Linked DNA regions of Mus musculus: regions 2, 3, 4, 5, 6 and 7 are each linked to region 1. The links are chromatin contacts, called in public HiChIP or PLAC-seq, Micro-C and promoter capture Hi-C maps. All regions are on one chromosome and are shown on one strand. Each heading gives the region's core, a stretch centred on a gene start, on an enhancer-like site or on the middle of the called end of the contact. The rest is flanking DNA. Distances are from core to core; before and after follow the strand shown.

What was found. Promoter capture Hi-C pulls out the DNA fragments that hold promoters and counts their contacts. Hi-C and Micro-C count contacts between places; a contact is called where the count stands out from the background. HiChIP or PLAC-seq counts read pairs in DNA pulled down with a chosen protein or histone mark. Capture Hi-C pulls out chosen DNA fragments and counts their contacts.
Region 2: an H3K4me3 HiChIP or PLAC-seq map of bone marrow-derived macrophages shows a contact between it and region 1, with 3 times the contacts expected there. The contact joins the enhancer-like site here to the promoter of 4930405A21Rik in region 1. A contact is called at or near these places in 2 of 39 promoter capture datasets (the SN4741 cell line and embryonic stem cells), 4 of 484 Hi-C or Micro-C datasets (the N1E-115 cell line, cerebellar granule neurons and group 2 innate lymphoid cells), 9 of 115 datasets of contacts at active chromatin or transcription factors (acute myeloid leukemia, bone marrow-derived macrophages, embryonic basal ganglia and 6 more) and 1 of 9 other capture datasets (liver).
Region 3: a contact with region 1 is called in a promoter capture Hi-C map of adipose tissue. The contact joins the promoter of Samhd1 here to the promoter of 4930405A21Rik in region 1. A contact is called at or near these places in 14 of 39 promoter capture datasets (the 3T3-L1 cell line, 3T3-L1-derived adipocytes, the C10 cell line and 9 more), 2 of 484 Hi-C or Micro-C datasets (CD8 T cells and uterus), 8 of 115 datasets of contacts at active chromatin or transcription factors (the NIH/3T3 cell line, bone marrow-derived dendritic cells, effector CD8 T cells and 5 more) and 2 of 9 other capture datasets (adipose tissue and liver).
Region 4: a contact with region 1 is called in an H3K27ac HiChIP or PLAC-seq map of microglia, with 6 times the contacts expected there. The contact joins the enhancer-like site here to the promoter of 4930405A21Rik in region 1. A contact is called at or near these places in 1 of 15 datasets of contacts at CTCF or cohesin (the NIH/3T3 cell line), 1 of 484 Hi-C or Micro-C datasets (the G1E-ER4 cell line) and 12 of 115 datasets of contacts at active chromatin or transcription factors (acute myeloid leukemia, bone marrow-derived dendritic cells, bone marrow-derived macrophages and 7 more).
Region 5: a contact with region 1 is called in a promoter capture Hi-C map of embryonic stem cells, with 5 times the contacts expected there. The contact joins the promoter of Norad here to the promoter of 4930405A21Rik in region 1. A contact is called at or near these places in 8 of 39 promoter capture datasets (cranial neural crest, embryonic stem cells, pre-B cells and 2 more), 1 of 484 Hi-C or Micro-C datasets (colorectal tumor organoids), 8 of 115 datasets of contacts at active chromatin or transcription factors (bone marrow-derived dendritic cells, embryonic hindbrain, embryonic stem cells and 3 more) and 1 of 9 other capture datasets (embryonic stem cells).
Region 6: a Micro-C map of the G1E-ER4 cell line shows a contact between it and region 1, with 2.5 times the contacts expected there. The contact joins the enhancer-like site here to the promoter of 4930405A21Rik in region 1. A contact is called at or near these places in 2 of 15 datasets of contacts at CTCF or cohesin (the NIH/3T3 cell line and large pre-B cells), 4 of 484 Hi-C or Micro-C datasets (the G1E-ER4 cell line and erythroblasts) and 7 of 115 datasets of contacts at active chromatin or transcription factors (acute myeloid leukemia, bone marrow-derived macrophages, embryonic midbrain and 2 more).
Region 7: a contact with region 1 is called in an H3K4me3 HiChIP or PLAC-seq map of embryonic stem cells, with 17 read pairs. The contact joins the promoter of Epb41l1 here to the promoter of 4930405A21Rik in region 1. A contact is called at or near these places in 8 of 39 promoter capture datasets (the 3T3-L1 cell line, cranial neural crest, embryonic stem cells and 4 more), 3 of 484 Hi-C or Micro-C datasets (the C2C12 cell line, cortical neurons and embryonic fibroblasts), 11 of 115 datasets of contacts at active chromatin or transcription factors (bone marrow-derived macrophages, embryonic forebrain, embryonic stem cells and 3 more) and 1 of 9 other capture datasets (embryonic stem cells).

What each region holds. Positions count from the first base shown.
Region 1 is chr2:156,719,114-156,722,529 of GRCm38.p6, reverse strand. It overlaps 4930405A21Rik (RIKEN cDNA 4930405A21 gene), which reads left to right and starts at 1,621. Exons shown (of 4, transcript NR_040505.1): 1 at 1,621-1,824. The region is part of intron 7 of Dlgap4 (DLG associated protein 4); the gene reads right to left.
Region 2 is chr2:156,293,929-156,297,344 of GRCm38.p6, reverse strand. It overlaps Phf20 (PHD finger protein 20), which reads right to left. Exons shown (of 18, transcript NM_172674.2): 13 at 3,070-3,248; 14 at 597-696. Among named protein-coding and RNA genes, the nearest start is that of Cnbd2, 17 kb to the left of the region's middle. Within about 2 kb of position 1,619, at least 53 of the 459 cell types and tissues checked have an H3K27ac peak or open chromatin away from gene starts, as enhancers often do. A contact at or near this core is called in bone marrow-derived macrophages, where this site is marked.
Region 3 is chr2:157,133,210-157,136,625 of GRCm38.p6, reverse strand. Samhd1 (SAM domain and HD domain, 1) reads left to right here and starts at 1,530. Exons shown (of 16, transcript NM_018851.4): 1 at 1,530-1,747. The coding sequence starts at 1,537.
Region 4 is chr2:157,057,288-157,060,703 of GRCm38.p6, reverse strand. It overlaps Soga1 (suppressor of glucose, autophagy associated 1), which reads left to right. Exons shown (of 15, transcript NM_001164663.1): 2 at 292-516. Among named protein-coding and RNA genes, the nearest start is that of Soga1, 20 kb to the left of the region's middle. Within about 2 kb of position 1,918, at least 137 of the 459 cell types and tissues checked have an H3K27ac peak or open chromatin away from gene starts, as enhancers often do. A contact at or near this core is called in embryonic forebrain, embryonic stem cells, microglia and 1 more, where this site is marked.
Region 5 is chr2:156,391,045-156,394,460 of GRCm38.p6, reverse strand. Norad (non-coding RNA activated by DNA damage) reads left to right here and starts at 1,482. Exons shown (of 1, transcript NR_024329.1): 1 at 1,482-3,416. The region is part of intron 2 of Gm14170 (a long non-coding RNA gene); the gene reads left to right.
Region 6 is chr2:157,031,820-157,035,235 of GRCm38.p6, reverse strand. Soga1 (suppressor of glucose, autophagy associated 1) reads left to right here. Exons shown (of 15, transcript NM_001164663.1): 7 at 1,853-1,978. Among named protein-coding and RNA genes, the nearest start is that of Dsn1, 26 kb to the right of the region's middle. Within about 2 kb of position 1,930, at least 1 of the 459 cell types and tissues checked has an H3K27ac peak or open chromatin away from gene starts, as enhancers often do. A contact at or near this core is called in the G1E-ER4 cell line, where this site is marked.
Region 7 is chr2:156,419,411-156,422,826 of GRCm38.p6, reverse strand. It overlaps Epb41l1 (erythrocyte membrane protein band 4.1 like 1), which reads right to left and starts at 1,736. Exons shown (of 25, transcript NM_001368800.1): 1 at 1,528-1,736.

The DNA.
Region 1 (3,416 bases), core at 372-2,871:
GCCACACCCCCTGCAAAATTTCATTACTCAAGTTGGCAAGAACGCAGCCCCCACCCCCAGCTGGGTCTAAATAAACGCCCAAGTGATATCACATCCTGCTGTCGGCTCCAAAATAGCCCAGGCCTGCCCACAAGCGATCACAAAGTGCCAGGCCATGCAGGGCCAAACCAGCAGGGATACCCAGCCCAGGGCGCACTCCACACACTTAAGCAACTCAAGCAGAAGCCTCAGGGCAGGAAGGCCCTTTCCCCCCAACCCCCTCGCCAGACAGCCTGGCCCCACCATCCTTGTTCCCCTGGTCCAGAGGCCCCACAGCCTCATTACCCCAGCGCCAGCCCCTGCCCCAGCGCCAACCCCATGGAGCCTCTGCCGCGGCCAGCCTGCGGGATGACTCCGCCCGGCCCGACCCGGACACCCCACCACTCACATTGCTTCAAGAGCTCCAGACACAAAGCCATGAGGGCCGGATGGGGGTCAGAGACCCAGAGACCCGGCAGAGACAGAAAAGGGAGAGGGAGTGACAAGGAGCAGAGAAAAGGGGCGACAGGGGATCGGGCAGAGAAGCAAAGGAGCAAGAGCCCCGGGCAGAGAAGGCTGAGGCAGGCGTTAGAGACAGCAATGAGACCACCGACACAGACGCGTGAAAGAAGCAGGGAGAGCAAGGGGGGTGGGGGGGACCGGGTCCAGAGAAGTGGGACGCTCGGAGAACAAGGAGAGACAGTGACAGCGACAGCGGACAAATCCAGGAAAGGCAGAGGTTCTTAAGTTAGGGAGCTGGGGAGACACTGGGGGTTCAAGGAGACCACTAAGGGATGTAAAAGGTTCTGATAGCTATGGGAGGCTCCGGAGAAGTGGGAAACCCTCCGGGAAATGCGGACTAGGTGGAGATAACCCCCAGGAAATCAGGGGCACATGCATCAAGAAGGACCCTCAAGATGTGTGGTAAGCTCAGGAAAGGCCTGGGGGAGTGGAGTGTGTTCTGAAGGAGAGGCCCCAAAAGATCTAGGGAGTCCAGAAGAATGGGGGTGCCAGAACCCGTGGCTGTAAGAGAGGAGAGGAGCGCTGGGAGAGGGGACCCGAGATCCTGGAGCGAGGGAGGGGCCGAGAGCGCGAGAGCAGAGACAAAGAGACAGCGAGCTAGGGAGAGACAAAGCGGGCTCAGCGGAGACACGGGCCCGAGGGCCAGTGGCCCGACAGAAGGACGGAAGCGCGGGCGAGCGGGCGGACGGACAGACGGACAGACGGGAAGACGGGGCAGGGCAGGGCCGGGCGGAGGCGGCGCCCGTCTCCTCGCGGGGCCGCGGCTGCTCCGGGTGGCGCTGGGCGGGCCCCGGGCGTCCGGGCTGAGGAGGCGGCGGCGGCGGCGGCGACGACGTGGGTCGGACAGACGGACGGAGTGACGGATGGACTGGCGGCAGCTGCGGCCAGCGGCGGGCACTCACCCTCCTCCCTCACGCGGCCCGGCCCGAGGCTCCGGTTTTGTACGCCCGAGAGGCGGGGCCTCCGGGTTAAAGCCCCGCGCCGGCCCCGCCCCTCGCGTCAGCCGCGCGCGCGTCGCCCGGGATTCCGGGGCCGCCAGGGGGCGCGCGCAAGCGGGACACAGCGCAAGCGCGCACGCGTACCGCGCGGCCCACGCCCTGGCCGGCCGGTCTTGAAAGGGAGTGCGCGCCCGCGCCAACTCGCGCATGCCCGAGTGAGGGGCTCCGCCCTCTCGAACCGCCCCGCCAAACCGGTTCCAGCTGGAACGCAATGCGTGGTCTGTACGGGAGTTGGAGTGGCCGTCCGTCCCTGCGGGCTCACCCTGGTGGCGACGCCTCGCTGTAGGTAGGGAAACTGAGGCTGAGGAGAGAGCCCACCGTGGGCTTTCTGTCCCGCACGCGGGTCCTAGCTACTCAGCCGCGCAGTTTCTAGTTGCCTCTTTGCCTCATCCCTTGCTGTGCTCCCAAGGGTCCTAAGGACGGGTTCAGTATCCCACTTGTGTGACCTTAGGTTAGATGCTTAACCTTTCTGTGCCTCTGTAAAATGTGACAACCGAGTGAGCCCCCTCCCCGCCCACAGACTGACAGTCCATTTACAGAAGGTTCTGCCAAGCACAGATCTTTGCTGCCTGGCAAGCCCGCTGGTTGCCTGCTTTCTGTACTGGGATCTGACAGAGGACTGTGGGAAATGAAGAAGGTAACACTGTTTCCAGTCTACCTTTTGCATTAAGACACAATAATGGCAAAAGCAACAAACTTACTTGATGCCAGCACTGTGCTAAGCACTCTAAAAGCAGGAGTTGGCTACACCATGCTATTCAGTTTCATTTGCTTTAGGTGAAAATACAAAGTAAATTCTTGAATGGCTATGACACCTCATGTGTTGCTGTGTCCTTTCGATTCAGTAACACTTCTTGCATAACCTTGGGCAAGTCCCCCTTTCTCTTTGGGATTCCCCAGTGCTGAGTATCCCCTGGAGAGAAACCAGGCAGAGACAGAATTTTCACCAGCAAGTCTTTGACCCTTTGATCCAGCTCACTCTCTTGAACAGAAGAACTAACTCACTGGCAGCTTCAATTTGGACTTCACCAAGTCTGAGACCTTGGTCCTAGAGGAATGTCAGCACCCTTCTCTGTTGGTCACCCCCCTCCCAGCCCCCCGCCTCAGGTCCTGTAAGGTGTGTATGGGGACGATTTTGTGACTGACTGAGTCCTTGCCCAAGTCAGGCTAGCATAGAGGAGCAGTTGGCTGACCCAGGCCTGAGGTGTAACACTGGCACATAGGCCTCAGACCCTCCTGCATGAGCCTGGGCTTCTAGGAGAGGGTAAAGGGTCCTTTCCAGATAGACTGGCAGCTGGTTTCCCCTTTGGGTCACCATTTTGGTAAATCCCTTGAAAACTTGAAGCCGGGCGTGGTGGTGCACGCCTTTAATCCCAGCACTTGGGAGGCAGAGGTAGGCGGATTTCTGAGTTCGAGGCCAGCCTGGTCTACAGAGTGAGTGCCAGGACAGCCAGGACTATACAGAGAAACCCTGTCTCGAAAAACCAAAAAAAAAAAAAAAAAAAGAAAGAAAGAAAGAAGGAAAGAAAGAAAAGAAAATTTGAACAGTGAAAAGCTGTGCATTCCTGCTTTTGTGTGTCAACTTGACACAAGCTAGAGTCATCAGAGAGGAAGGAGCCTCAGGTGAGGAAATGCCTCCATGAGATCCAGCTATAAGGCATTTCCCCAATTAGTGATCAGTCGGGGAGGGCCCAGTTCATGGTGGTCCTGGGTTCTATAAGAAAGCAGGCTGAGCAAACCAGGGGAAGCCAGCCAGTAAGCAGCAAGGTCCATGGCCTCTGCACCAGCTCCTGCCTCCGGGTTCCAGCCCTGCTCGAGTTCCTGTCCTGACTTCCTCCAATGATGGTCTGTGATCTGGAAGCCAAATAAACCCTTTCC
Region 2 (3,416 bases), core at 370-2,869, 430 kb after region 1:
GGACAGTCAAGAGCCACTACCCATTAACCAATGACCCCCACTAAGGAGCCGAGCAAGACTCCGCTTAAGAGTGCTCCAGAGCAGGCAAGGCTCATCCCTTCCAGGGGCAGTGACACAATGGGGGCTGGGATGTTTGTGTGTGTGTGTGTGTGCAAATGTGCCCTCCGACATCCCTGAAATGGCACCAACAGAGAGAGCCACACGCCCATCCTCAGAGCTCTCAAGGAAGAAAGTGTCTGCCAAAACTGGAACAAAAGATCAGCCAGGCCCTGAGCAAGACCAACAGAATAATTCATGGAGCATTCCACACTGGATAGTTTTATCAGACCTACGGAACTCTGTGCTTCTTGTCAACAATGTCATGTGTGTTTCCCACTACATTTCAGATCAGACCTTCTGCTAGGTAAGCATCTTCAGACACATCCCTTACTGCTACGTTCAGAAGGACTGGCCACCAGGAGGGCTTGCAACAAAGGTGATCAGAGTCACCTAGCCATCAGCAAAGATTCATCAAGAGCACAGACATGGTGTCTTGAAAGTTGCTGTCTAAGGAAGCGATTACACGCTGCTCACATCCCAACTCCAGCAGTCTCTACCTGGAGGGTCTTGGCAAACATAGCAGGTGTATTTCTCAGGCACGTTTTCTTCCAGTAAGCCCATGCAGACCCCGTGCTGCCAGCACTGGCACTCTTCACACTGTGAAAATTAAAGAAGCAACACAAGTCAGAACACAGGAGGCACCTGAAGCAGGGCCACAGGGCTGAGAGGAGATGGGGAGTGCTCCCTTCTGACCTCCACCAACAAAGCTGTAGCCACACAATGACCTAGCTAGGTCACCACTGACCCCATGGAGGTCACACACAGTAAACAAATTAAGGTAAAGAGTCCTTAGTTCTTTAGTGCCAAGAGCCATTTCAGAAGTGCCCATGTGAGGCGATCACCTCTGTACAGACTACAGCACACACAGAGAATTTACTGTAAGGTGTGGCAGAATATGCCTGGAATCCCAGCACGTGAAAGGTAGAGACTTGAAGATAAGCTTAGCCAGACACAGTTACACTGTGAGACCAAAGCCAGCCTGGGATACTTTAGAACCTGTCTCACAAACAAAACACAAAGCAAAAATATAGATCAATTGAATACTCCGGCCTCTCAGCTTCTACTTCCTGGTAACTTTGTGGGGTTAAGGAAACCTGTTCCTACTCTTGAAATACATTACCTGTGTTATTTTGCACAATTCCAGATCACAACCCTAGGCCTCAGTTCCCCAAGTACAGATGGGTTACTGCTCCTGCCCACACCATGGGCTGTCTACTAGGAATCTGGGGTCACATGCACACACCCACTATGAACTCAGCACAAAGGTTCATGTTAACTTTCTATTATTAACAGACTTTGGCATCCTAGAGCAATCATGCGCTATTTCTTTGCATTTCCTCTTAAAACTTGCTGAAGGTTGCACAGGTGATCAATGGCACATGAGACAACATGAACTTAGCCAAGTGCCAAGACCAACTGCCTTCCCTGGTATTGGGAGCGCTGCCAGAGGGCCAGGAAGACACCAACTTTACTTGGGCTTATAAAATATTGTGGCCCCAACAAATAAGGAAGTTGGTAGCTCAGAAAGTAAGCAGAACTCTAAAATTAGTAGTCAGAAAATATATGCAAAGAAGAAAGATGAGAGGGAGGGGCTGGCCCTGCTAGGGATTTTTAAATATCACAAAGGCATAATCTCACAGAAGTGTGCTCTTCTGTCTCTGCTTCACCGAGAAAAGAGAGAACCCAGAAAGAGACACAAATGTACAGAAAGGCAGTAAATGAAGCAATATTTCAAAAAGGGAGGACACTGCCAGTAAACTGAAGCCACAGCCCTCACTCCACACCAAAATAAACTGCAGGAGGAGAAAACATGCATATAGTGCTTAAAAAACAAAACCTCTGAAGTCCTAGAAGCAACTCCAAGGTCTACACCTAGGAAACAAAGCCGGCATGGCAGCACGTGATTGTAACCTCAGCACTTAGGAACAAAAACAGAAAACACAGCAGGTTTGAGACCAAGTGGAACCAACAAGTGGGACCAAATGAGACTGGTTATTTCACTAGCTTGAAGCTAGAATCACCCGTGGAGAGGGACTGTCTAGATCAGGGTAGTTTCTGGTCTGTTTATTCAGGATTATTTTGGATGGGCTGAGTGGAAGACTTTCCTTTGGAGGTGGCACCGTTTCCTAGGCAGGGATCAGCCAAGCACAGCATGCAGGGGTGAATTAGCTCCACTCTTCTTCCTGACACTGAGGCAGTGGGAGGAGATGGCTTCACGTTCCTGCCACCATGCCCTCTGTGTCCTATGCACCCATCTAGAACTGTGGGCCACAGTAACTTCTCCCTTAAATTGCTTTTGCGAGGATATTTTATCATAACAGAGTAAGTAACTAAGAGACTCTGCCCCCTCCCCCAAACCATCAACAAAAGGATAAAAGACAGAAATGCAACTATGTACTATTAAATCAAGTCAACTTCAAATTTTGATGTCACATATATAGAACAAGAAAAGAAAAAAGCAAAAGAAGCCTAATAGCTATAGCCTATGCAAAGATGCACGGCTGGCGGCCAGTCCTTTTCCTGGGAACACCTGCGGCCAGCACAGATACATGCTTGCATGTGCAAACACACCATGTTGTAACAGAGGTGGACAGATTATAAAACCTGACTCCATTTCCTCCTTCAGGCTACCAGGGAAATGTATCTCAAAGAGAAGATAAACAAGACTGAATTGCCACTCCACAGCCTGAGTCCCTGTTGTCCAACTGTTCCCTGTGAGACCACAGGCTAGGCCTCCCCATGAGACGACAGGTTAGGCCTTCCCCTTTGGCCCCAATAATTTCTCATTCTATTAATAGGTATTTACAGTAGCCTAGAATTCCCAGAAATGGGAACCCAAAAGCAAGCTCAGTCTACCATTGTTAGTACTACACACACAGGGCTGTTCACACGGCTCACTTGCTGCTGACCTCACATTCTCTCTTAGGATCAGTCTGTCTTCCTCTAACCTGTGTTCTGGAAACTACTTGCCTGAATCATGAAGTCATTTTCCTCCTGCACTTCACAGATGCAGCGGACCACCTCAAAATCATAGCGGTCGTCGCCCTCAAGCTCCTCATCTGGGTTGGTGGTCACATCAACATCTTGACCATATTCCTCATCACTCCAAAGAAAGCTCTCGGAAGAGGACTCACTCAAATTATCCTCCTCTGGAAGCAAAGGGAAGCCAACGGTCAGTGCTCTAAACTCACTAATAACACTGTGCACCCCACACTGTTTCTGCCCCACTCCCCCAGGAACTTCCACAGGCCTGGAAACTAGACTCTGTTTTCAGCTCTATTCATAGCAGAACAGCTCAAATGATGCCTGCTGCCTCA
Region 3 (3,416 bases), core at 281-2,780, 410 kb before region 1:
TAGAGAGTACTGACTAAGGCAGATTTAGTAAGAGCATGGTCTTTTGCAGGAAGCCCAGTCTCTGTTGTTTCTTAGCTCCCAGCTTTTTTTTTTTTTAAGATTTATTTATTTATTTTATGTATATGACCATACTGTCCTTGACACAACACAAGAGGGCATAGGATCCAATTACAGATGATTGTGAGCCACCATATGGTTGCTGGGAATTGAACTCATGACCTTTGGAAGGACTGTCAGTGCTCTTAACCACTGAGCCATCTCTCCAGCCCTCTCTCCCAGCTTTTATACTTCACTTTCCTACATCTGAAATTCGTTAAATGAATGTTTGTAAAGCCTTTAGAACAGGGCCCTGATCACATCAGCACTGTTTGCTAAGAATATTTTGGTTCATCCGATTTCTAGTTTGTCTGTTGTTTGTTTGTTGCTGGGTAATGAACATCGGGCCTCGAGCTTGTTTTGTTTTTGGTTTTGTTTTTTCGAGACAGGGATTCACTGTGTAGCCCTGGCTGTCCTGGAACTCACTTTGTAGACCAGGCTAGCCTCAAACTCAGAAATCAGCCTGCCTCTGCCTCCCAAATGCTGGGATTAAAGGCGTGCGCCACCACACCCGGCTCTCAAGCTTGTATTTTATGCCTAAGCATCACTTACAGCTGTCGGGCTCACCACTAAACATCTCATTTGTACTGCCTGACGTTAAAATACCTAGATGTGTATGTGTCTTGGTTTCTGAAGAGGTGTCGTAAATTAGTGGTCGTTGTACTAGTAATGGGTGGATAAAGATTTATGGGGAAGTTTGGGGTCTGTCCCAAAATGGCTTAACGCCAAAAAAAAAAAAAAAAAAAAAAAAAAAAAAGAAAGCCTGCTATTTGGACACTGACTAGTAATTAGTAAAAATACTGTCTATTTGGAAATAATAGGGCGGTCTGCTGCCAACTAACTGTGAATGTGGAATCTAACAGGACAGTCCGACAACCAGCTGGCAATCACTTCAGGGTTTTCCAGTTGGGCCAGTCCCTTGTTTTCTGCTCTGGGATAGGAGTGGCAGCTTTGTTGCCTTATAGGGTTTTTTTGTTTTTTGTTTTTAATTTTATTTTAACAAGTTTACAGCTTGGGGTGTTTGAAACCTGGCAAAACGTATTTGTTTCAGGAAGATACCTGCAGTTCACCAGAAGACCTTTTTAATCTGGAGCGTGGTGAACCTTCCTTAGCCCCAGATGCCCTCTTTGGCCTTGTCCTCACTAAAGTCTCCACTCTTAACCACAACTCAGTTTTGCTTTTCTAATAACACCACCCTTTCGGAGAAACACAAGGGCGGAGTTGAGGGCGATCGCGTAGGCATTGCGCTTGCGCAATGGGCCGGGCGCGAGCGCCCCGGGGAGGCCACGCTCCCAGGGCTGATGTCCGGGGCGCCTGCGCAGTAGGCCTGGAGGCTGGCAAAACTGAATGGACTCACTTTTGGGGTGTGGTGTCAGTGCGGCTGCGCGCGAGCCGGTGCCGCGGTACTTAACTTCGCAGCCCCGGGTGTCGGAGGTAGCCATGCAGAGCGCACCCTTGGAGCAGCCAGCTAAGCGACCCCGCTGCGATGGCAGCCCAAGGACGCCACCGAGCACTCCTCCTGCAACAGCTAATCTGTCTGCAGACGACGACTTCCAAAACACCGACCTCCGAACCTGGGAACCGGAGGACGTGTGCTCCTTCTTAGAGAATCGTGGTTTCCGAGAGAAGAAAGTGCTGGACATCTTCAGAGGTAGCGGGCCTGAGGGACGAAGGATGGCCACCGTGGGGCCGAGCAGGGAGAGTCCACATGGGAGGCATCCTAAGGGGGAGGTCTCTGGGGGAAGCGGCTGGCGGGAACCCGCCGCTGGAGAAGGAGGCGCCCTGTCGGGATGCGAACACACGGGCTACCCGAGGTGGGCACAGGTGAAGTGCAAGCCCATCGGTTCACTCTGGGCGGCGAACCTAGTAGAGGCCCAGGGAGGTTTGGTAGAAGGGTCTTTTCGGGAACTTGTCACTTCTGCCAGGAGCGATCCCCGCCCTTCTTAGAAGATTTTACCCCAGACCTCCGGCTGTGGCTTGCGGTCTTTCAGGCTCACCTGGCTTGGGAGACCCTTTTGTGCTAACCGCAGCTCCCGGAACACTTGGCCCCATGAGAGATTTTGAGCGCTTTTAAGTTTAACTCTGAAGCTGGTCCCGGAATTTGGGGTTTTCCTTAAAGGGGAGGGAAGGTGCTTAATCTCTGGATTCTCACTGACTATCATAATAGCCTAGTAGGGTTCAGTATGTGCTCATTGTATTTGCAGAGTGCTACTAAGGGAATTTCTCTTCCAACATAAGAGCAAGTTATTCACTGAAACCCCAACATTCCACAACTTGGCCACTCAAGAATTTTAAGAATTTTAAGGGATGCTTCTGGTTCTTGGTCTTGCTCCCGTCAACACTTTGAATCTGCTCAACTTTTTTTTTTTTTTTTTTTTTTTTTTTTCTTGGTTGGTGGCTGTGAAGCTTAACCCCTTGCATGATCGATCCCCGGAGGTGTTCGCTTGGAAAGTGGCCCCTCCGTGGTTATGATTTTCAAATTCAGTGAACTTTACTTCTTGTGGGGTGGAGCCCCTTGTGCCTAACTGAAGGACTGACTTTAAGAAAGCTTTAAAAGGGGTTGCGGATTTAGCTCAGTGGTAGAGTGCTTAGCAAGCGCAAGGCCCTGGGTGCGGTCCTCAGCTCTGGGGGAAAAAAAAAAAAGAAAGAAAGCTTAAAAATAGGAACTCACGTTTCTCTTTTTCTCTCCCTCTACAGAAGAGTAACTTTGGGGGTGGGGGTGGGGTAAGACAGGGCCTGTCTTATGTAGTCTCTATAGACCAGCCTAGCCTCGAACTCAGAGATCCACCTGCCTCTGACTCCTGAGTACTGGGATTAAAAGTGTAGGCCACCACACCTGGCAAGATTTCATTTTAACTATATATATATAGTTATATATATAGTTATATATATATAGTTATATATATATATATATATATATATATATAGTGCTGGGGTCCTTGAGGCCAGACTGGAGTGACTCCATGATGGAGTTGCTGCCACAGGGGTGCTGAGAACTGAAGCTGAGCCTTCTGCAAGAGCAGTGAGTGCTCTTAACCATGGAACCATCTCTTCTGGCTCTGTTTTTATTTTTAGTTATGTTTTTATGGGGGTGTTGGTAGGGGGTATGTGTATGATGAGTACAGTGTCTGTCACAGTGTCTGTCGAAGCTGTAAGAGGGCAGCCAACCCTCTGGAGCTGGAGCTCAGGAGCTGTGACTGGCCTAACTAAAGTGAGTGTTGAGGGCTGACCTCACTCCTCCCCAAGAACAGTGTGTGCCCTTTGCTGATCAGCCATCTCTCTAGCCCCAGATGATGTTTTGATAACCAAGATGTTAAGTA
Region 4 (3,416 bases), core at 669-3,168, 340 kb before region 1:
TCCCCTATTTCTCCCTCACATTGCTCGCTCCCACTAACTTCCCTCTCATGGCCCACCCAGATGGTCAAGAATAATACTCCCATCTAGAGACCCTTCTCTTAGTCTCGTTTGCAAAGCCCCCTTTGCTGTGGAAGGCATATATTTAGGATCCCCTGAATTTAGCTGTGGCTGTCTTTGGGTGGTGGTATTCAGCCTGTAACCCCAGCTGGCTTTCTGAGTGTGGCCAGCATTCAGGCACCCTGGCTACTGCCATGACATCTGTAGGTCTGACCCTTTCTTTTCACCCCTCAGGATGAGATTGAGGAGCTACGGGCTGAGATGCTGGAGATGCGGGATGTCTACATGGAGGAAGACGTGTATCAGCTGCAGGAGTTGCGGCAGCAGCTGGACCAAGCCAGCAAAACCTGTCGCATCCTGCAGTACCGACTGCGTAAGGCTGAGCGCCGCAGCCTCCGCGCTGCCCAGACAGGCCAGGTTGATGGGGAACTCATCCGAGGTCTGGAACAGGACGTCAAGGTCAGTCTGGGGTCACTGCCAACCTTCACAGGTGCCCTCGTTGGGTGGTTGGATCATAAACCCCATTGGGGATCCAGGTTAGGCCTGTGGCTTACTGCTTGCCTTGAGCAAATTATCCTGCCTCTCTGGGCCTCAGTTTTTCCATCTTCAAAGTGGGGACCCCTGGTGGATCAACACATCCTCCAAACAGGATAGCCAGGAAATGGTATGACAAGAACCCTTCTGAAGCAGCAAGAGGCCGTTTCTTGTATGTCTGCTTTGTATGTGGCTTTGGCCTCTGAGTAGGCCCTACTTATGGTCCCTGCTCAGCACCACAGGCTTCTTATGGGAAGACTGCAGCTGAACCAGGATGGTTCAGAGCTGGGCTCCAGGATACTTGGGCTTTGAGGTTTTAATCAAGTCTTCTATATTTCAATGTCCTCATCTGCAAAATGGGTATAAGAACCTACAATCCAGAATATTAAAACCCTGGCTAAGACACCAGAGGGACTGACAGTGAGTAGCTATTATTACTGCATCCGTTTTCTGGAGGAGGGGGCTGGGCCTCAGAGGAGAGAAGCACCTATCCAGGGTCAAGACGTCAGGCCCATCCACCTCTCAGACCTCACTGCTGGAACCTGCTGCTTCTCTGCCTAAGGAGAAAGCCTGAATGGCGCCACTTAGGTCGGGGATGGAGGAGAGAAGTCCCCATTGCCAGTCTGTCTTATGTAAGCCCCCAAAATGTGGGGACCCTGAGCCAGCCTCCGCTCTCAGAACTCAGTCCAGTGTGAACAAGGAACTCAGGGTGCTGCGACCGGTACAGAACTGGGAGGAGCCTAGGAGTTCTGCAGGTAGCCCAAGGGGGAAGAGGGCGTGAGCCTGGGAAAGATCCAGGACTTCCTTGGGGAAAGATCCCAAGGGCCCCGGAGGGCAGGCAGGTGCTGAGCAAGCCACACACCTGCTGCTGGAAAGCCCTGAGAATCCAGCCCTGCAGGGCATTCAGAAAGGACACTGTTCATTCTGTGACCAGCGTTGAGACTCTATGCAAGCCTGTGAACCTGTGTGGAGCCAGTTTCCTTGACTGCACACTAAGATCTTGTTATCCAAAAAATCATAAACAAAACACGATTTAAAAAAAAAACAACCTAACAACTCCCCGGTTCCCTCATCGGTAGGAGACAGAGCAGGGAGGGAAAGAGCGGAGCGAGCCGTTCAGGCGAATCTGCGGTTGGGCCCTGGTCTTTGAATCTGGGAGGGACCCTAGACAAGCAAGACCGAGAAGAGAGGTGGGGAGCAGGCTGGTGGGCGGGGCCAGAGCAGCTGGGATGGGGGTGGGGCTCAGCCCTCCAGGAGGAGGGGAAGGGCCCCTTCTGTTAGGATTTGAACGAGCCAATCTGCATGCCCGCGCTGCTCCTGCCCACCCCCGCAGCTGCAACGCTGAGCTCATGTTCTGGCTCTGTCTTAGCGGGCCGCACAGTTTTGCCATCACCCTTCCTCCCAGTGTGCTGGGGATGTTAGAGGCAATTATGGAGGTCCTCAGAATGCTGACTTCCCTGTCTTCCCCTAGGCACCTCTCAACCAGGTGGAGAGGGACTGGGGGCGGGGACGGAGGTGGGGGGTATGCCTAGGGATTCCTCTCCTGCTCAGCAGGCTCCTTGGCCCTGTGCCCTGCAGGGCTTTTGAGCTCCGGTGGTTTTATTGAGCTGGTATGTTATTAGTGAGATTCCCCAGCCGCCACCCCAGAACAACCCTCCCAGGCTCCTTTTGCTGGTCCACACAGTTAACAAGATCTCCGACCCTCAACAGGGAGACCCGCTAGCATGAGGATGGTCTGGCCACTTTATGGCCGTGTGGGCTTGGGTAAGCTGCTTCAATCTCTGATCCTGTTTCCACTGTGGAACATGGAGATAAGTTTAGTATCCTATAGAGACTTTAAAAAAAAAACACACAAACAAACCTTTATTTACTATGTCTGTAGCTTTCTGCTTACATATATGCCTCAACACCAGAAGAGGCACCAGATTTCAGTACAGATGGTTGTGAGCCACCATGTGGTTGCTGGGAATTGAACTCAGGACCTCTGGTAGAGCAGCCAGTGCTCTTAACCGCTGAGCCATCTCTCCAGCCCCCTATAGAGACTTTCATGACTATAAAATGAAATTACAAAATAGAGTCCTGTGTGGTAGGCATGGCACCAATCATAGGAGCACGTGATGGGAGGAGCCTCGGCTGGGGGACTCTGGGATCCACTGCTTTTCCTGTAGAGAGCCCCAGAACATGTCAGTAACATGTACCCCATCCTTCTATAAGGATGCTCTGGCCTTGGCTCTGTGTCCTGGGTGACCTGCATCACTTCCTCCTTGGAGCCTCAGTTTCCCTCTGTCAAATGGCGTGACAACACCCATCATGTGATTTTTGAGTTTGGTCACACATGCCTCAGGATGCTTGCCTGGCCTGAGGTACTGCTTATGATTTCCATCTCTCTCCTTGAAGATCAGAGCCACAGGGTCGCACTGCAATCCCAGGTTCAGAGCCCAGAGACTGATCTACCCAGGAGCTGGGGGCCACCGCTGCTGCTGGCCTTTGGCAGGGACCAGCACTGTGAATAGTGACCTCATGGATGAGCACATTTGTTTGTGCTTTAGGCATTTGCTGTGTGTCCAAGGCTGCCTCTCCTCTTTGTCTCCCTGCTTATAACTTCGGGGCTCAATGAGACAGGCACACAAGGCCCTTCAGGCTCTTTGGACATAGAAAGTTGTGTTGGGACTTGCTGTTGACAGGCCATTGTTAATCATTGTAGTCCTTCAAGCTTGCCCTTCTTCGGCATCATCAGCTTCATAGTTGACCCATGCTACCTTCCTAGTCATGTGACCTTGGGCAACTGCCCTTTCCTTTCTGGGATTCAAAGCTGTCATGAAACA
Region 5 (3,416 bases), core at 233-2,732, 330 kb after region 1:
TGTGGTAGCTGGGGATTGAACTCAAGACCTTTGGAAGAACAGACAGTGCTCTTAACTGCTGAGCCATCTCTCCAGCCCACATGTGTGTTTGTGTTTTCGTGCGTGTGCGTATGTGAGTGTGCGTTTTAACAGAAGCTAAAGGGGCTTTGGATTCCTTATAGTTACAGGCATCTTGTGCTTCCTGATGTAGGTGCTGGGATCCAAACTCTAGTCCACTGATAGAGCAAGCACTAACTGCTGAGCCATCTCTCCAGGCCCAAGGATAGTGTTGCCATTGGCATGTTTTGTGGGGCAGAAGAGTGCTTATTACACAGCCTTGGCCAACCTGGAACTTGCTGTGTGGTTTGATCATAGTCAGTCGGATAACTGAGAGAGTGACTAACTGACCAGTGAGTGGAAGCAGTAAACAACAGCACACATTACATCCTGGAAGGATGGTATGGGGCATCATGGACTATGGGCAATGTAAAACGTACACAGTGACTATTTGGGAAATTATCCACTTAGTGTTTCTGGGAAGCAGTTCACCTCTGGGTAGCTGAAACGAAAAAGGGAACCCAGGGTCAGGAGAACTACTGTATACCATACGTCACCATCTGCTGTAAGGGCTCTCATCTCTGACCTTGTCCCTGATTCCGCTGACTTTCATGGCACATCTCAAAGCCCTTCAGTGGCTCTCATTTCTGTCTTGTATTCATTGACCAGATCCAACCCTCCTCTCTTCCCTGGCCTTAGCTCTTTGTGGAGCAGGTAAGGCCTATGTGGTCCATTTCATAGCCTGTTAACTGTTTGCTGTTCTCTTCTGTTAGGGAGGCTCTTTACACACACTCTGTGAGACTATGTTATCCCTTGCCTCCTTCAAGACTTTGTTCCAGGGGACTGGAGAGATGGCTCAGCTCAGCTGTCTATAATTCCAGTTCCAGGGCATCTAAAACTTTTACACAGACACAGATAGACAGAAACAGACAGGCAGGCAGACAGACAGACACACGCACACACACACACACCACCGTGGACAGAAACTGTGAGAGGGGTGATGTGGGGGGAGGGGTCCGATTTGCCTTCTTAGCCTCATGGAATAATAAATTCTATGGGGTTGTATTTGAGTAGATAAGAGGCAAGCAGTTCACTATCTTACTAGGTAATTAGTTTATAACACCACTTCTAGTGAGACTAGTGTAGTACTTCAGGCCCTTAGGCGTTTGCCTATAATTATTTTTATAATGTATCACAAATTGCTGGGACTGCTAGTGTGGGCTTTTTCTTTTTTTCTTTTTCACTTTTGGCCTTTTATTCTCCCCTTGGCCTTCTAGTCTCTACAAAAGATGTAAAGAGACTTAAAGAAAAAAAGACCCCCGCCCCCAACCCCAGGCTCCCCCCCCCCCCCCCCCCCCCCGCTCCCGGCCGGAACCTTGCAGTTGGGGAAACGTTAGCTCTCCGGTGGTGTTTTTGCGGGCTTCCGGTGCCGCTCCAGCCTGGGCGAGAAGAATTGCCAAGTCAGTTCCGGCAGAGAGCGCAGCGAGCTCGGGAGTGTGGCCTTCTTCGCCCCGGGCCCCTCACGGCCTCGGCCCGCGCCGGGTGAGCCCGAGGGGCCCGGGAGCAGCCTCGGTCCCTACTCTGCGGACGCCAGGAGCCCTCGCCCTCGAGGCAGCCACCGGCTAGGCCACGCGGCCATTCCGCAGCGACTCTTGCCCTGCCAACGATGCGCCTGCATGGCGGCGGCCTCCCCGACTCCACCGGCGCCCTCTCTCCAGGGCCGGGCCCACCGAGGAGTCCCAGCCAGGCCTTCGAGGACGCCTCGAAAGTGGCGGCGAGCGTGGCATGACGGGAAGAATGGCATCCACCTGAAGGCCAAGGCTGGGCCTTCGGGGCTTCTGCGGCCTAAGGCGGCGGGTCTGAGCAAGAACACTCTGCCATCGCCGGCTCGGGACGGGAGGCCCACCCGTGGCCGAGCACGCAGACCTGGATGAACCGAGGCCTCGATGGGCCTGGACGAAGGTGAGCGGGGCCCCGAATCACGGCGAGAGGAACGATCGATTCTTGGGCCGCGGGTCTTCCCTCCACCCGAGAGAAGCCGAGACGCGACAACCGCAGGCGGCCATTCGGAAACGCTGTCGCCGTAGAAGTCCTGTGTATATAATATGAAAAAGCTGCTCTCAACCTTTCCCCCGACCCTTTTTAGACTTCTGGCTAAATCTGGACGTCTAACTGTAGAGATTGCCGACGCAGGGTAAAGGAGAGGTAGGAGATGACGTGAATACCCAGTCGCCATAAAAAGAAGATCGTGGACACGTCTTCTGCAAGTGATTTTGAAATGGAATTGTTTAGGCCGCCTCTAGAAAGACCCAGGAGCGACACTCGTCCCTGTTTGTTCAGTACCTTAGAGGATCCAGCAGGAGGAAGAAGAGGCCCGGAGCCAGATTGGTCGTGTGAAGAAGACGTGTCTCTCTTTTTTATCCTATTGTATTGTGTATGCATTTTAGTCCTCATTTCTTACCCCCCACACCATGTTTGCGTGTGTGCCTGTGTGTGTGTATTTGAGTGTGTTTGAAAATGCCAGGTTTTGGGGGTAATGTCTTTCTAGCTGCTCTGAAGTGCCTGCCATATTTTATAAGTAGTAAACATGCTGTAAATACCTTTTTGTTAGGATTCATTTGAATTATTGTTTGGAGAAGAAAAGCCAAACCTCTCCTGAGTTGACCGCATTGTGTTTGTGCCCTGGTTCCCAGAAGGAAATCCAGAGCTCTAAGCTACTGTGGTCCGTGAGTGGAAAGGAACCACTATCTCCCACTATCCCATTTTGTTTGGCTTTTCTTTGTACATAGTGTATGTAAAGGACAAAGGGGTCCTAATTTACAACATCTAGTCACTCTAGATGTTAAAGAGGTTGCCAGTGTATGACAAAGTAGAGTTAGTAGAACAACACTTTTTTTTTTTTTTTTTTTTACATTTTGTGTTAAAGTTGTAATTACTCTTGTTACGTGTGCCATTTACTGACTGCTGTGTATATAGTGGACAACAGTCCTTACTTGAAACATCTGGTCTATCTAGATGTTTAGAAGTGCCCAACGTATGTTAAATGTAGAGGTAGTGAAATATCACTTTGTAAATATCTTTTTGCAAACACTCATGAGTCGTTGTCTTTGGGGAGTGGGGTGATGAGCCCTCTGAGCAGTACTGTCTTTACTTGCTCCGGGGTTTGGAGGAGGTGTTGGGAGGCAGTGACAACGGCCATGTAGTGTGTGTGTATATGGGACCTTTTCAGATGCCATTTTTATATTCTTGCATTTTGTTTTGCTGTGTGTATACTGTATATAATGGACAAATATGTCTAAATTTTCAACATCTAGACTCTAGATGTTAAAGAGGTTGCCAATGTATGACAAAGTAGTAAATTTAGCACATAGTGTACACCG
Region 6 (3,416 bases), core at 681-3,180, 310 kb before region 1:
CACATGCACTGCACATGGACACACCCATGTACCACACATGCATACACATTCATACATGCCTGCACACATATGCACACATACATGCATGTATTAGTCAGGGTTCTCTAGAGTCACAGAACTTATGGATAGTCTCTAGATAGTAAAGGAATTTATTGATGACTTACAGTCGGCAGCCCAATTCCCAACAATGGTTCAGTCGCAGCTGTGAATGGAAGTCCAAGGATCTAGCAGTTACTCAGTCTCACGCAGCAAGCAGGCGAAGGAGCAAGAGCAAGAGCTAGACTCCCTTCTTCCAATGTCCCTATATTGTCTCCAGCAGAAGGTGTAGCCCAGATTAAAGGTGTGTCCCACCACACCTTTAATCCCAGATGAAAGGCGTAGCCCAGATTAAAGGTGTGTTCCTTAAACTCCGAGATTCAATCTTCTGGAATCCATAGCCACTATGGCTCAAGATCTTCAAACCAAGATCTAGATAAGGATCTCCAAGCCTCCAGATAAGGGTCACTGGTGAGCCTTCCAATTCTGGATTGTAGTTCATTCCAAATATAGTCAAGTTGACAACCAGGAATAGCCACTACAATGCATTACACATGGATACACACATGCACCACACATGCATGCACATACATGCACATACACACACACGGGGAAGGGCAGAGATGGAGAAAGGAAGGAGAATGGGTGCCTATGGCTTTTGACAAACTGAACACTTCTCTCCCCTTTGGTGCTTTGGGCAGGGTCTTGCTATGTAACCCACGCTGGCCTCAAGCTCATGACTTCCTGTTTTGTAAGTAACATCTAGAATCATAAGAAGACTCTAGACATCTGTGTTCCCTACTAGTCTGCTGTCTGTCTGTCTGTCTATCTATCTATCTATCTATCTATCTATCTATCTATCTATCTATCTTGTGTGTGGGTATGTGCACATGGTATATAAGTCAGCGGACAGTTTATAGGAGTTGGTTCTCTCCTCCCACCATGTGGGTCCCAGGGATCAAACCCAGGTCCTGACGCTTGGCTGCAAGCACCTTTATCTGCTGAGCCATCTTGACAGCCCAAGAACAAATTAACTTCATTTAGCTCTAAATGCTTTTAAAACACAATTTCCCCCAGAAAATGGAGAATTTGGTTAGCTTTTTTAAAATGATCTTACTCCATAGTTACTGAAATCCACAAATAATCACAATTAAACTTCTGGGCAGCATTATTACATGAAGAAACAAAGAAAAGCAAGATCATTCTGTAGTTAACCACACCGACGTTCACCGTAGTTCTGTTACGTAACAACGCTCAAAGACAGCATCTGTGACGGAACATCTGGATGGAACTTAACACATACAGATCCACTAAACACATCTGAAACCTCATTTATCTTTTAAACTGCGTCTAAATTTGTAATTATAGACAGTGCCCTAGCTTGGGAGTGGCAAGCACCTATAGCCCCAGCTACCTGGGGGAGCTGAAGTAGGGGGATACCTTGAGCTCAGGAGTTTGCCACCAGCCTGTGAGACTCTACATCAGAAATAAGTAATCAATTACATTTAATCAGTTAATTTGATCAATTAAAGAGACTATGAACAACGTTGTGACTTACATTGAGTTTGCACAGGATTTTTCTTTTCTGCAGCTACGTTTGCAAGAGAGAAATGTTAAAATTATATTGGGAAGATTTGACACGTACTGTTTTGTGTAATTGTCCTGATGACCCGCTAGGCAAGGACAGTGCTGTGCCTCGTAGAGGTGACTCCCATCCAGTTTTCTGTTGACTCCTTACTGCTTCTGTTCTTTGACCACAGCCTGTGTCTTCTCCTTCCTCCTTGTCTGTCCCCTCCACCCTACCTCCCTCCTGCAGATCAAGGATCTTCAGCTGGTCCTGGCCGAGGCCCACGACAGCCTCCGGGGCTTGCAAGAGCAGCTGTCCCAGGAGCGGCAGCTCCGGAAGGAGGAGGCTGACAGCTTCAACCAGAAAATGGTCCAGGTGGGTTTGTACCACAGGTTTGTGTTTTTTGTTTTTTTACTGACTATAGCTTGTCTCAGAAGGGAAGGTAAAGGGGCCATGGGATAGCTCTTTGGTAGAACACTTGACCAGCGCGTGAGAAGCTCTGGGTTCTGTTCCCAGCATAGGAAGAAATCAAACACTACTAAAAAGAAGGGGACAACACTGGGGAAACCCAAGCTTCCCCACCCCTGCGCTCTGCCAGTTTGTGGTTGTCAGCAGCTACACTGAGCTGGAGCCAATCACATGGTAATAGTTTTCTGGGTGACGGTGAGCCTGCTTAATATTTCTGGGTCTTGCTTGGTTGTGTTTGTTTGAGAAAGGGTTTCTCCGTGTAGCCCTGGTTATCCACTTGATATGTTGACTGGGTTGATTTTAACTCACAGAAATCCTCCTGCTTCTGTCTCCCGGGTGCTGGGATTAAAGACATACAGCACCACGCCTGTCTCTGTTTCATGTCTTTTTTTAAAAAAATTTTTTTTAAAGAATTTTTACTTTTAATTACATGTAGATGTGTATGTAAATGTGCATGCCTGTGTAGGTATGTGTGTATGTATGTGTATATATATATATATATGCATGTTTGTGTAAGTGTATGTGCATAGATGCATGTCTGTGTAGGTGTCTGCAGAAACCAGAAGTGTCAGGTTTCCTTTGATCTGCCTAATGTGGGTGCTAGGAATTGAATCCGGGTCCTAGTACTCTTAACCACTGAGCCATTTCTCCAGCTCTTGTTTCATCTCTTGGCCTCAGTTTCCTGTCTGTGAAATGGTGCCCGTATCAAACCTGGCTGTGGATCAGATCTATAATAGCATTTCTTTCTTTAAAAAAAAAAGATTCATTTTATTTTATATATATGAGTACACTGTAGCGGTCTTCAGACACACCAGAAGAGGGCATCAGATCTCATTACAGATGGTGGTGAGCCACCGTGTGGGTGCTGGGAATTGAACACAGGACCTCTGGAAGAGCAGTCAGTGCTTTTAACCGCTGAGCCATCTCTCCAGCCCCTGTAATAACATTTCTTTTCTTTTCTTTTCTTTTCTTTTCTTTTCTTTTCTTTTCTTTTCTTTTCTTTTCTTTTCTTTTCTTTTCTTTTCTTTTCCTTTCTTTCTTTCTTTCTTTCTTTCTTTCTTTCTTTCTTTCTTTCTTTCTTTCTTTCTCTTCTTTCGAGACAGGGTTTCTCTGTGTAGCCCTGGCTGTCCTGGAACTCACTTTGTAGACCAGGCTGGCCTCGAACTCAGAAGTCCCCCTGCCTCTGCCTCCTGAGTGCTGGGATTAAAGGTGTATGCCACCATACCCGGCTATAACATTTCTTAAACCTTAATGTTGAGGCTGGTGAGATGGGTAAAGACACTTGCCACCAAGCCTCACAACTTGGGTTTGATCCCCAGGACCCACACAGGGAGAGAGAGCTAAC
Region 7 (3,416 bases), core at 487-2,986, 300 kb after region 1:
TGCACTGTCCACTCCCGTTTACACTCCCTGCACTCTCCCTCTCCACTCCAAAGCCCGCACCCTTATCCTTGTACACAAGCCAACCAGCAAGGAGTGAAGTTAGAGAGAAGAGCCAGGAGAAGGAAGGCTGGGCTTGCACGTCCTCCTTCCTTCCCTCTGTAAGATTCTCAGCCTCTCTAGATCCTTGTCAAACCTAGTCTACCTACATTTCAGTACCAGTATCTGAACCCGGCAGACAGTGACTAAATCCGCAAACTTCCCTGTAATCTTGTTTTTCAAATATAGGGGGCTTTCTATTCTGTTCCAGTTAGCAGCAAAATGGCACTTCTCTTACTGTCCCCATCCTGGCTCGCCAATACACAAACAGCTTACACACTCATAAAAAAAAAAAACAAACCAGATATACCAGAACTTATCAAAACAAATGCACATATACATCCAGAGATATTTTGTTTATTCTTCATCAGTAAAATGTACAAATGCACCTAAATGCACAAGAAATATACAGGGAGAATGCACACACTCACCCAGACTAGACATGCATGCAGTGCCCAAAACATGGGGGAAGAGATACAGAAACACATCTCTCTCAAAGTATGAAGACCTTCTGAGAGGGGATTCCTTGGAGTGGGGCGCTGGCCATTTAAGATAGTGATCAGTTTTACTAGTCTTTGTAGGGTACCTAGGCTGCTGCCCTTCCGAACAGTGTCCAGGGTGAGGGTGGAGGGTACCTAACCAGGCTGGGCTGTAGCTGGCCAGGGTGATGGTCGTTACACAGCAAGGAAACATATCACAGAACCCCGCTGAGGGGCCTCTGTTGCTTCTACCCACACCCATGCCTGCGCACAGACACACCCTCTTCACACCTAATCCCCCACCCCACCCCTCACAAACACACACCCGGGATTTGAGCAGGCCACGCCCTCTGCTTCAGCTCAGCTGGGAGCCAGGCTCCACTGGCAGTAGGGCTCTCCCGTACCCCGGGTGTGGCTGCCCACCTGCCAGCAGGGAGTCTCCACTCAGCTAAGACGCCCCCGCCGCTGCTGCTACCCACTTCCTCGGCCAGTGCCGGGCTCCGGGCGACGCCAGCGCCTCGGCTGCCGCCCCCACCCCCTTCCTCCCGGCAGTGCGGAGACAAAGCCGAGCACACGCACACAGGGGCTACGCGGGTGCACACCCGCCCTCACACGCGCACACACACGGGGAGTCACACTGGCGTGCACACAGCGAAACACACACACACGAACACTCACATACACCCGCCATAGGCTTCAGCCACAAGCGAAGCCATCATCAGCATAGGCACACTGCCTCATCCAGATGTACACACTGTTACACATTGGGACACACCCTCTCTAGGCACATCTCCGGATAAGCAAACCAGGGCACACAGACCCTTACCAGATTAGTACACCACCCAGCCCCTTACTCAGATGCACACGCACGTACACACCACTTGCACCGACCCACAGACACACGCGCGTTCACATTAAACGCACACCCGGAGATGTGGACCCCGACACGTACCCGCAAAGACACGAATCGTAGCTTCGGCCACGCACGTCCTCCAGCACGCGAGCTCGGGACGTAGCAACAGCCTGCTCGGTCTCCGCGCCCTGCTAACCTGGCGGCGGCGGCGCGGCTTCCGGGAGCCGTCTGTCTGTCTGTCTCTGAGTCCCTTCGTCCAGTGGCCGCCCAGGCAGGCTCCAAGACGCTCCGGAGCTGCGCAGAAATGCCCCGCTCGCTCTCTCGCTCGCTCGCTCGTTCGCTCCCTCCCACGGCGCTCAGCCCCCTCCCCGCCCGCTCCGCACACCCCCTCTCCCCCTCTGCCCCGCCCCGCCAGCTCCCTGGGAGGAGGCGGCGGCGATCCGGGCCAGGCAGCGTCCGAAGGGTGTGCGAGTAGCGAGCGCGACCCACTGGCCCCAAGAGCCGAGCTGCCCAGGAGCAGGCGCGTCCGATCCCAGGGAGGGGAACTCGGAGGGGTGTGCGCCCCGCGAGCCCGCGCCGCTGGCTTCCCCCACGTGGGACAGACGCCCACCAGAGCCTAGGCAGAGCTCAGAGGCCGAGGCGAGCAGCGGGACCACGAAGACGAGACTCTCCACGGAGCCTCCTCTCCCTCCAGGTCCCAGCCCCGTGGGCTCGGCCTTACTCCACCTCCTAGAGAGTCGCCACCGGCACCAAGTCTGCTTCACCTCGCCTTTGACTGAGAGCTTGGCGTTCAGGCCGGTAGCCTGGGCTAACCTGGGGGACCAGCAGCACCACTGGCCTCCACTCCCTCCAGCAGGGACCTGGCCGACGCCCACTACCCTTCAGCCTCCCTCCTATTGTTCGGGCGGCCTAAGCTGCGGAGCTGTGGAGGACCACGCAGCTCTTTCCAACCAGTCTGAGGTGGCAGTCCTTTGGCACTCTTTGGAAGCAAGGGCCGAGCCCCTGGTCCCAAGACCCTGGGGACCCACAGGCCCAAGCATGCCCAAAGTCAAGCGTTTCTCTGAATTATGATTATATCCGCCCTGGACCTTACAGGCTCCTGCCGGAAGGTACTGCTTTGAACACACACGTAAAGCTAAGCATAGGAAAAGGACAAAGTAACGAAAACAGTGAACCTAGAATAGTATCCATAGAAGGTAGGGCGTCTATGGGGTTAGCTGAAGAAACTGAGCTTGGGTTCCCAGAGCAAGGGCCAGACCTCAGAAGGCCAGGAATACCAAGCCTCCTTTGTTAGACTTTGAAGGGAAGAAAAGGAAGAAGTAAATGTAAGAACTTACCGGGTTTTATTAGAGGCCTCTGCATGGGTAACAACCTAGGCAAATGACTCCAAAATGTAAACACCTTCACCTCTTGTGACCTTACCTTATCTTAAGTGGTAGCTGGGATCCACCTGAGTCTGCCCCAGGTAGCACAGAATCAAAGGCTAGGCCAGTAATTCTGGTTCTTCACTGCGGTCCCATCTCCTCCTCCCCACCCCCACCACTCTGCTACAGGATGCTAAGAGCAGATTGGAATCAAACAGCTGAATAGATAAATCCAGAAGGGGAGGCCTGGTTTGGACCTCCAGGGACATTGATAAACTGAGAGGACAAAACTAAGGAAACCAAGGCCCTACCTAAGACAGGACTCAGCAGTGCTCACTCAGCCGCTCCACTGCATGGAAGAAATACTTCCATGTCTCATTTCATCTGTACAGTTGCAACAGACGGTAGCCGTGAGCACAAAGTCACTAAGGAGCTTGGAAAGGGGCAGAGGCAGGATCCTGGACGTTGATTTTGAACTCCCATATTTAGCCATCAGGCCAGCCCTGAATGTGAGGTGGCAGTAATTGACCTACTCCAGTCAGCACCCACCATGACAGGATTCTGTTTATGGGTGTTTTCTGTCTCCATGTAGTTTCCTGATACCAAGCACAGACCCTGATTCGG